Regions from separate parts of the Mus musculus genome. Here region 2 is linked to region 1. Evidence: chromatin contacts called from public Hi-C data. All regions are on one chromosome and are shown on one strand. The core of a region is the stretch at or near the end of the contact, and the rest is flanking DNA. Distances in the headings are between cores, read along the strand shown. Region 1 overlaps C030029H02Rik (RIKEN cDNA C030029H02 gene). Region 2 has its middle 4.6 kb from the start of Gm29872.

Region 1 (4,796 bases), core at 210-2,709:
TCCTTGCTTTCAGTACCCCTGAGTGTGACTATGTTTGAAGAGAAGGTTTTTAGAGAAGTAAATAAAGAAAAATGAAGCCATTAAAGTAGTTCTAATCCAATCACCAGTAGGATTTACTATTACAGAACATTGTAGTCGTCAAATGCTAATATACATGTATGCTCATGCACACACACACCACAAAGCCCTTGTTAAGACACAGGAAAGAGTAAGGATACATCATCTGTACACGGGAGGAGGGGAAGTACAGATAATATACTTTTGATTGTAGTCTTGCAGCCTCTAGAAATTGAGAAAATAAATGATCGTAAGACTTCTAGGAGACAGAAGCTCTAGTAGACCAATGCTAGAGTCCTAATTTTTTATATTAAAATTCAGTCATCCTGCTTAGCATGGTAGATCACACATATAATTCCAGCACATAGAAGGCTGAGGCAGGAAGTTCATGACTTGGAGGCCAACCTGGGCTACATTGTAAGCAAGCCTGGGCAATTCTATTTCACATTCACATCTTACCAGCTTTGAGGATTCAAAATGAGTGTTTTAAAAATATTTTTTAAAAGTGTTTACACATAGAAACCAAGATTCTTAGCCCTGGAGGTTTTTGCCGTTGGGGTAGGGGCTGAAGAATGTTTGTGCAGAGCTGTCTTGTGCCTTATTAGATGCTTGAGGCCATTTCTGGCCTCCACCCACTGGGTGCCAGTACAAATCCAGTCTGAGCAGACCAAACATCGCTGAATACCATCCAGCGCCACCTAGGGTGGAGGTGGAGAACAGCTACTCTGCATCTGTATTGACCATATGCTCGGCCTGTCTGAATGTGTGTTTATGTGTGCATCTCTAGTGTGTGTGTATGTGCATGTATATGCATGAATGCACATTTGTATGTATGTGTATATGTGTGCATGTATATTCATGTGTAATGTGTGTGTGTCTGCTGGTATGTGTGAATGTTTGAGTGTGTGTGTTTATGTGTGTACCTGCATATATGTATGGTGTGTATATATGTTTGTAAGTGTGTGTTTATGTGTAGGTGTGTATACGTGGTATACATAGGCCTGTCTGTGCTTGTGCGTGTATGTGTGTATTCATGTGTATTTGTGCATATATGTGCGGCGTATTTGTTTGTGTCCACCTGTGTGCATAAGTATAGAGTATGTGTGTATTTTCCACAAAGACACAATATCGCCTATACACCCACGGGTAACAGGAAAAAAGCGCAGAGCAAAGTGGTCTATGCAACCAGTTGAGACCCACATTTTTCCAGCTGGGATTTCAGAACGAGCAGGAAAGGCCTGTCCCTTCACCACTGGGCACCAGGACAGGGCCAGCACCAAAGAAAGGGCAGGGTACACAGAAGCTGGTTCTGTGCCAAACAGCTTCTAACAGGACTACGATAGTTAGAGGAGCCACCGGCTCCATGACTCAGCAGCCTAAGGAGACTCATCTGTTTCCCCAGGACTCTTTCCTCTACAGGCTGCTTTCATACACTGCTCTCCTGCAAGAATAGCAACTGGCCCCAGGGTTGGTATAAGCATGTGCAGCCCTCTTGGTATTCATAAGTAGTGAGGGCCAGCACTCTGGACCTCGGAGGGGCAGGGATTGTGTGCAGGGGTGGGGATGGGGCCTTTTCTAGCTAGGTCTCACATGCAGTTCTCCAGCAAAGGCTCTCTGACCTTGGAGTTGCAATTCTTGGCTTCTGCCTTGCTCTCCCTTGCCCTTGGATTCCCTCCAAGGTGTGGTAAAGGGAGGGTCTAGCCTGAGCGCTGAAAGGGTGCAGAGAACAAGGGGTAGTAGATTTTCCGTTGCCCTTTTTGTGAGGTAGTGGATGAACTACAAATTCTCTAAAGTCTTTCTCTGTGACCCAAAACTCCATTGTTTGGGCTCTATAACTCTTCCTCCCTGTGGCAGACAGAAAGAGGTGAACACTGCTTCCCACTGCCTGGCCTCTCTGTGACTTTCTGGCTTCAGTTCTTTCCATTTCTTAGAAAACAGACTTTTGATTCAAGCTTTTGCCTATACCACCGGTGTCTGTAGGACCAGCTGGAAAGGCCCCTCCATGACTTTACTGAGCAGAGCCACAAGCTGACGATTGCTGTTATCCCGCTCTGCACAGCCCACTGGCAACTTCCATTTTATGTTTAATATTTAAACTGACATAGTTCTTCCAATTAATGCATTATATTAAATATTAGGCTTTAGTAATCTAGCATTTTATTAATATATTTTAATATTTAATGCTAACATTTTATGTGACATTCTTAGTTGTATTAATCTAGTAAATTTTGCCAATAAAATTAAATTATTTTCCTATTTTTTACTTCTTGAGTAGAAACGATTACAGGAAAGTCAAAATAATTAGATTTCATTGGGGATAAGTGATGAGGGGATTTATTTCCCTGAAGATGAGACTTTTCTCATCTTCTTGTAATTTTCTGACTCATGTATATAGCTCCTGTGATCCAGACATAAGCCAGAGTGCAGGTGTGTGGGCACTTGCCAAGTGTTTTTCTACCAAAGCTTCGGTTTTTAAACTTGGAAAAAGCTGCAGAGAAAAGAATCTAGCAACCTGTTAGATTTACAGACAAGAAGAATGGAGGGGTGGGGCTGTCCTTACTGCACAAGCGTGAACAACACACTTCAATCCCCAGCACCTACATAAAAAGCCAACTCCGGTGTTGCATGTTCAGAAGCCCAAAGCTGGGGACATGGAGACAGGTGGTTCACCGGGGCTTCATAGCCAGCCAGTCTAGCTACATCAGCAAGCCCCATTTCCAAGTGCAAATCCTGTCTCAAAACCATGGCAGGCTGCTCCTTAGGAATATCCCCCAGGATTGACCTATGACCTCCATGCACAAGCACATCTTTGCACACTCACCTGAATACACATAAATGCCCATGAACACACACACACACACACACACACACACACACACACACACACACACACACGGAAATACACTCCCACATGCATACACATAAAAGGAGACCACCATCATTCCATAGGTAAGAACTTCCTGGGTAGAAAAATCTACTTCTCTCCCAAGATTCAGTACACGTATACATTGGTTGCAAGAATTTTTATTTTATCTGACTCTTCAGTCACCAGTTGATTGTTACCTCGGGATGGCATAGATGGATTGCTTCCTCTGTGAGGGGTGGCCAGTGCCTTCTCTGCCCCTGTAGAGTTTGATGTGCCAAATTTTTAACTTCTTTAACGATATATATCTCTAGGCTCTGGACATGGGGAAGTCAGATATCCCACCTAGATCTGGACCTGCAGCAGATTACATTATCATAGGGCCCTATCCCTGAGACCTCGCTATCCCACTGTCCCCCAAAATATTCAGAGCCCTTCCTGGCCTGAAGCCTTCCTTAGGTTAGCCTGGGGTATCAATCCTGCCTGATCTGGAATTGTTTTATTTCGTCTGCTTCAAATATTTCTTTCCCCAGGGACCAAGTTCTCATTTTCACTGTCCTTTCAAATAGCTCTACCTCTAGGGACATTTCGACTTGCACTGTCTAAGAATTTGTTAGCTATGAAGACCCACTCAGGCTAACCCTCTGCCAGGCTCCTTACTGTGATAAAGCTCAGACCTCTGGAATCTAATTAGGAACTGTCTGTGGCCCTGTTCCCACATCCTCTTAGACACTATACACTCACCCTCCACCTTCAGCTTGCTCTAGCCATCTCTCTTTCAGCCCTTGCTGTTCTGTGACTGGCCCCCAGGCTTGCCTTATGCATCTTTAAAACCCAGCTCCCCATGTCTTCTCTCTGCCCACCTTTCTCTCTGAATTCCCCATTCTTGTCTTGCCCGACTTTGCTTCATTTAAAAGTTGCTTCTGTTTTAGTTAATGATTCATAACAAGGTGAGGACAGTTAGCAAAAGCTCCTAATGTGCGTCTTTGTCTCACGCCCTTTTCTGTTGCACAAGCATTTTCTTATATGTTCTTTTTGTCAGACTTCATAATTTAGTATTCCAAGCTAGCCTCCACGGAACAAATGAAGCTTAAACCTCGGAGCTCACAGCCTACATTCCGCCCCTCCCTCCACCAGTGATTTTTATCCTCTCCGAGGCCACACAAGTTGTACAATCTTCAGGTCCCTCGGAACCTGGATCTGCCCTGTTCTCATGATTCATGAGTTTCCCACGGTCTTGAAAGTGCTTTGTGCTCAGGATCCGGTAGATGGAGGGTTGGCCATAGGGGACAAATCAGTTCACTCCCTCAGTGTGGGACCTTAGGTGAGCCAATATTTTGCTATTGCAAATCACAGAGCTAGCAGCATGTTTGTGCATTAATCTTGGTCCACATTTCTTGTTATGTCCTTGAAATGGATTTACAGGAGGAGAGGGGCTACATGAAAGGCAGAGAAATGGTCAATGGCAGACCCTTCCCCAGTCTGACAATGCCACGGGCAGTAACGTCCATCCCCGTTACCCTGTGCTTTAAAAGTAAGCATTTGAAAAATCCCCATCCTTTAGATAAATGACAGCTGGCATCTCTCCTCTTTGCACTTGCTTGCAAGGTTGAGCCTTTGAATCTTGGCTATCATTATAAATTCTGTGGTTAATCTCCTTGAGTGTTGTCCCATTGAGATATATAGTTATCATTTAATGTTATTTAATAATTTCAACCACACATTTAAATACTTAAATATCATAACAAGATCTCTGTGCCAGGTTGCCTTGGAATATACTTTTCCAAGTTCAATGCATACTTTTTGAAGATTTGTTTTCATGATTTTTAATTAAGTATTTGCGTGTGTGCCTATGGATAGATATGTGCACATGAGT
Region 2 (5,592 bases), core at 471-2,970, 100 kb before region 1:
ACCCCCATCTGTGCAGACTTTACAGCTTGAGCCTAAGACATACTATGTCTAAACCATTATGCATTTAGAAAATGCTTTTTCAATATGGTTAGACTCCAGGGTGGGAAAAGCAGGGCCCAGAGCAGCAGGAGGCCTGCAGCAGCTTCTTAGAGTAACCTCACTGGAAAAGAGCCATGGCAGAATGGATGGGCCATGGGAATGGACAGACACCTCTGTGACACAGCTTGGGGTCATGAAGGAGCCATCATAACCAGAGAGACCACTGAGTTAGCCATGAGGAGCATCTAGAGTGTCATCTAGGAGAAGCCCCTGACGTTTCTGAGACTTCCGAGGCTTAGGTGTCCCTGGTGTGGAAAATGCACTGGGAGAGCTTTCCCATGAAGAACCACCCACCATTGGTAGGAAGTTGCCTGCCCACTAGAGGACTCAGACTCCTATTGGTGGAACTGGAGCCGGCTGGCGTCTTTTCCCCAAGGACAAAAACACTGTATCACCCAGCTACTTCTAACCTCAACAGTGGCCAAAGTCTATGTTCAAAGCATTTCAGACATGTCACATGGCCATTCATTGACCAGGGCCCTTCTACCTCTCCCTGCTTGGTAATAATAGCCCAACCACTTAGAATGCTTGAGAGATGAACACTACTTGGGAAGAGGAGAGACAAATGGGTTTCTGCTGCCCCTAGCCCCATCTCCGCTTGCTCCATTTTATTGAAGGTGATTTCTTACCACTTAGTTCTCCTACTGCACCATCTCAATGCAGGAGGTTGAGTTGCTGCCAAAGTCCACAGAAATATTCTCAACCCACATTAATAGCAGGAAGGTCAACTTTCACCGTGATGACTTATTGAGAGCTCCCTATTAAACACGTCTGGCCTCCAGATAAGACTTTTTCATCCTGTTAGCAGCCTGATGAGGTATTGTGTTAATTAGGATTTTTTTTTTTTACAGAGACAGCACTTATAGAATGGACCTATGTGTACATGTATGTATGTATGCATGTATCTGTGTATATGCATGCATTATGCATGTATGTGTGTATATATATGTTTGTATGCATGTATGTGTATGTATATATGTATGTATACATGTATGTATGTATATATGTTTGTATGCATGAATGTGTGTGTATGTATGTATGTATACACACATATGTATAAAGGAAGGTTAATAGAATGGCTTACAGGCTGTGGTCCAGCTAGTCCAAAAATGGCTGCCTACCAATGGGAGTTCCAAGAATCCAGTAGTTGTTCAGCCCATGTGGCTGGATGGCTCGGCTGGTCTTCAGTATGTGCCTAAATTCCAAAGAAGTAAGCTCTAGTGCAGTGAAGGAACGGAATTGCTAGTGAGAGTGAGAACAAGCAGGCAAAGAGATCAAGCTTTCTTCTTCCATGTTCGTTATTTAGGCTGCGGCAGAGGGAGTGGTCCAGATGGAAGGTTGTGGATCTTCCCACCTCAAAAGGTTCAGATTAAAAGTGGTTCTGCCCACTTCAAATGATTTAATTAAGAACAAAATACCCCAATACAGCTGCCTAGGTTTTAGTTAATGCCAGACATAGGCAAGTGGACAAGGGTAGCCATCATAGGGCTGGAAATGGTTTCATAGATGACAGGACTGACCACTGGATGTCCCCATGGCAGCTTGGTAATGCCTCTGGTGGCAGGATAGAAGCCTCCGTGGGCCCTAAGTGCTGAGGGAGGCCTGCCAGGGCATAGAACCAGACTCTGACTCTGCAGCTATTGTAGAAGATGGAGAGGTCATGGCAAGATCCAGACAGCAGGCTGGGACCTGGCTTCGGTGGGCATTCAGTGTTTTCACCCCAATTGCTGTGCCTGGGAATCTTGCCCAAGATCAGTTTGCACTGTACTTTGAAACAGAAACAAAAACAAAGCCAAGCCTTAAACCCATCTCAATTGATTGCTCCTGGCAGATGTCTCTATTTTAATCTGGATCCAGTGGAGGAGTCGGAATTCTAAACCAGTTTGGAGGAGTCTATATTTGTAAATCAATTTTAAAATGCAAATGTTTTGTTCCTAAATATGGACAAACTACTTAGAAGCTGAAATATCAGAAACAAATTCCAAATAGCCATAGACATTCACTGCCTAGTTGGGTATGGCCATAGTATAAGTTCACTTTAAATTCAAGGAAAATATGCTGAAATAAGTATGTGGCTGGCAGTGGGACGTTTTGCCTTCATTTAAACCTGCCATCCTTCCCTGCTTTGCCTTCGTCATCCCTTCAAACCTTCACTGAAACTAGGCTTAAAAAAAAACTGTTCAAAGAAAAGTTTTTCACATACGGAAAGTTGTCCTCTGACATTTGTGGTATACTTTCTGGAAGAGAGGAGACACAGAGGCCACCCACACTGAGCCTAGGCAGGTTGTCTCTATCCCACTCTCTTCCCTCTTTCCCTTCTAGAGGCATGGCAGTCAAAGTTGCCCATTCTCTCCAGGAAAGGAGCTACCTACCCTCTGCTCTGTGCTGCAGGCTGTGGGCTGTAGGACAGTTTGAATATTTTCTCTTGATCTCTTGCTAAGCCTACCTTAAAGTTCTGACAGGCATGCTTGCCTCCTCAGAGCTTCAGTCCCTAGTTTGTAAACAGCATGCTGATGCTTCGAGTTCAAGTCTGTAGTCTTTTCTCAGCAATAATGCATGGTACCTAGGAGCTGGATTGGTGGTTTGTTTTGGCTTTGTTTTGTTATTTTCTTTTTTTGTTTTTCTCAGACGGAATGAGTATTCATCCAGAGACCAACACTGGGCAGCATCAAAGGCTTGGGATGGAGTCTGGACATATGTACTGCTTCTGTGGCTGTCATTGGTCTTTGGCAAACTTCTGCTTCCTTACTGTTTGGAAGGCAGGGAGGCAGCGAGGCAGGAAGACAGGCAAAGAGGCAGTCGGGCAGAAAAGAAGGCAGGAAGCTAAACAGATAGATAGATGGAAGGAAGAAAGGAAGAAAGAAAGGAAGGAAGGAAGGAAGGAAGGAAGGAAGGAAGGAAGGAAGGAAGGAAGGCAGGCAGGCTGGCAAGGCTGCCAGCCCTCTTTCAAGTTCATTACAAAGACTGGAAAGCCCCCCCCCCTTTGCTCATGTATATGCTAGTCATAGCACTATTGGAACTGGGTGGGAGATCCAAATGCAATGACTTCCTATGAAATCAGCTAAAACTAAGAGCCACATGCTCTCCCTCTGACATCTGATGAATGACTAGAATTATATTATCTCTCCTAAACATATTTTTCCTGGTGGCAGGGTATCCCACACCAGCACCACAGGCCAGTTGAATTTCTTCAACTACAAGAGATCTTCGCCTGACCCAGAATCAGCTGTGCTTTGTTCTTCTCTTTATAGAAGAAGCAGGGTGCTGGTCTCCAGCAGAAGGGACATCAGGTATGAGCCAATCCAAAAGCATCAACCTGTCAAGAGTCACAGAGCTGGGAGCGGTGACAGTGGCTCATCTTGTTGCTATGACCAAATGCCTGACAGGAAGTAGACTTAGGAAGAAATTGTTTAATTGGCCCAGTTTGAGGGTTCAGTCCATCATGATGGGGAAGGCAGGGCAACAGGGGTTGAAGTTTCATCTGGACTCAGAAGTCAGGGAGAGGAGAATGTTCATGCTTAGTTGGTTGCCATTTTCCTTTATATTTAATTCGGGTTCCTAACCCACAAGAAGGTGACGCTGAGGAAAGAAGACTCCCCTACCCTAACTGTGTTAGTACCATTCGTTCCTCAGTTAATCCTTTCTGGAAGCATCTTCACAGACACACTCAAGAGTTGTATCTCCCAAGCAATTCCAAATCTAGTCAAGTTGACAAGACCAAAAAAGTCATAGAAACCCCTAGCGGGCACGGCACACCTTGAGCTGGGTGGCAGGAGCTGCAGATAAAGCCAATAAGAGGTTTGCCGGGTTTGGTCAGTGATACAGCAATGCAAGCTCACATCTCATCTCCATGCAAGCTGGCCCTGAGTTCCTTAATTAACATGTGACAAAGTCTGAGTCCTGTCACCTGCCAGAGAGCACAATGTCTACTTAGGTTTTACCTCAACTGTCGCTCTCTAGGGATGACCTAACTTCCTGGCAGCCTCAGCCTCTGTTCCCGCATAGAGCAGTCTTGTAATATTTGGTTTGGAGCACCTGCTGCTTAGAGACCGGGAGTACATCTGAAAAATCCCAGGAAAAGGGTTCCCATGGCAATGCTGGCATCATGGAAGGTTTCAGAACTTTTACCTCCTGCTCCTAGGATTATGGAAATTCAAAAGGCACAAGGCATACAGACAGATGCTAATTACCTCACCCGAGTTGGCCGTGTAGTGCAGAAGAAAGCTGAGTATAATGTAGGCCGGCAGGCTCTCCTCCTCTGTATAGACCCAAGTGACTCCCTGGAAAGGAAGCACTGTCTTATCACACAGCTTTCTGTCAGAGGGGGCAGCAGGTATCAAGGGCCATTTGCCTTATACAGTGAAAGGCTCGCCCAGTGCTTTTGTAGGCATGACATGGTTTTTCTGGCACCATTTTTGTGTTAGCCTGGCAGAAACAATGCCCCTGGGAGGAGGATGGGATCTCTACCTCTGAGCTGTCAGTCGAGTGGCAGAATTGTCCATGGAAAACTATTGACATTTAGACCCAAGTCACTGAGGTCTCTTCAGCACCCTTTCCTTAAATGCCTGAGCCTTCAAGTTGAAGAGGCCAATAGATTGGATTTCAGGAGCCTAAGAGCCCAGTAGTCCACTTCCAGGTCAATAGAACACAGTTTCCAGGTCGGTATTCATCCAACGGATCTCCGTGAATATCCTGAGTAGCTTCTCCAGATTCTTCTGGGAAATGCTCTGTGAGGATATTATGGTGGCCGTCACCCTTGCTTGGCACCAAAGCCCTGGGTAAATTACTTGACCCCAGTTCTTTACCGGCTTAGTGAAGACAATAATTTGACCATTCTTAGAGCAGCCCAGACTTTTAACGCATAATCTTGGACAGCCAGCCTTTCATGAAAGGTCTCCCTAATCAAAGCTTCTTAATGTGTAAATTGCACATTTGAGCCGTTTGTTCCTGTCATCAAAAGCTGAGGCTCAAACTATGCGGTGAGACAGCCCATGATTGTGCTTGCATGTTTAGACTCCACTCGGAAAATAACCCAGGGCCAGCTTTGTATCAGCATTCATACCAGCAATGTTCCCAGCTGTTGACTGTGTTAACAATATGTCATTCATTGTATGGTCAGCTTAGTGGGGCATCTATGTAGGGCAGTTTAAGATCAGGTCCATGGTAGTTTTACTCTTGGTCAAGATGCACTTAGTGAAGTTCTTGCCTTGCAAGCACAGGGATCTTAGCTGGATCTTCAGATCTATGTAAAAAAAAAAAAAAAAAGAGAGAGCTGGGCATGCTGGCACATGCTTATGATCGAGCACTGGACAGTTAAGAGATAGGCAGACCTCTAGGACTCACTGACCAGCCAGCCTAGCCTGTTTGCCAAGTTCAAGTCTTAACATCAAGATGGAGTGCCTGAGGGAATGATACTCAAGGTTGTCCTCTGGCCTCTATACACATACATGTGCGTACACCTCTACATATGCAGGTGGAATATATAGATATCTA

The links. Hi-C and Micro-C count contacts between places; a contact is called where the count stands out from the background.
Region 2: a Hi-C map of neural progenitor cells shows a contact between it and region 1, with 2.3 times the contacts expected there. The contact joins two enhancer-like sites. A contact is called at or near these places in 6 of 484 Hi-C or Micro-C datasets (embryonic stem cells, neural progenitor cells, stem cell-derived neural progenitor cells and 3 more) and 1 of 115 datasets of contacts at active chromatin or transcription factors (kidney).

What each region holds. Positions count from the first base shown.
Region 1 is chr7:136,290,599-136,295,394 of GRCm38.p6, reverse strand. The region is part of intron 3 of C030029H02Rik (RIKEN cDNA C030029H02 gene); the gene reads right to left. Among named protein-coding and RNA genes, the nearest start is that of C030029H02Rik, 25 kb to the right of the region's middle. Within about 2 kb of position 1,459, at least 19 of the 459 cell types and tissues checked have an H3K27ac peak or open chromatin away from gene starts, as enhancers often do. A contact at or near this core is called in neural progenitor cells and stem cell-derived neural stem cells, where this site is marked.
Region 2 is chr7:136,392,204-136,397,795 of GRCm38.p6, reverse strand. No RefSeq gene overlaps it. Among named protein-coding and RNA genes, the nearest start is that of Gm29872, 4.6 kb to the right of the region's middle. Within about 2 kb of position 1,720, at least 16 of the 459 cell types and tissues checked have an H3K27ac peak or open chromatin away from gene starts, as enhancers often do. A contact at or near this core is called in neural progenitor cells and stem cell-derived neural stem cells, where this site is marked.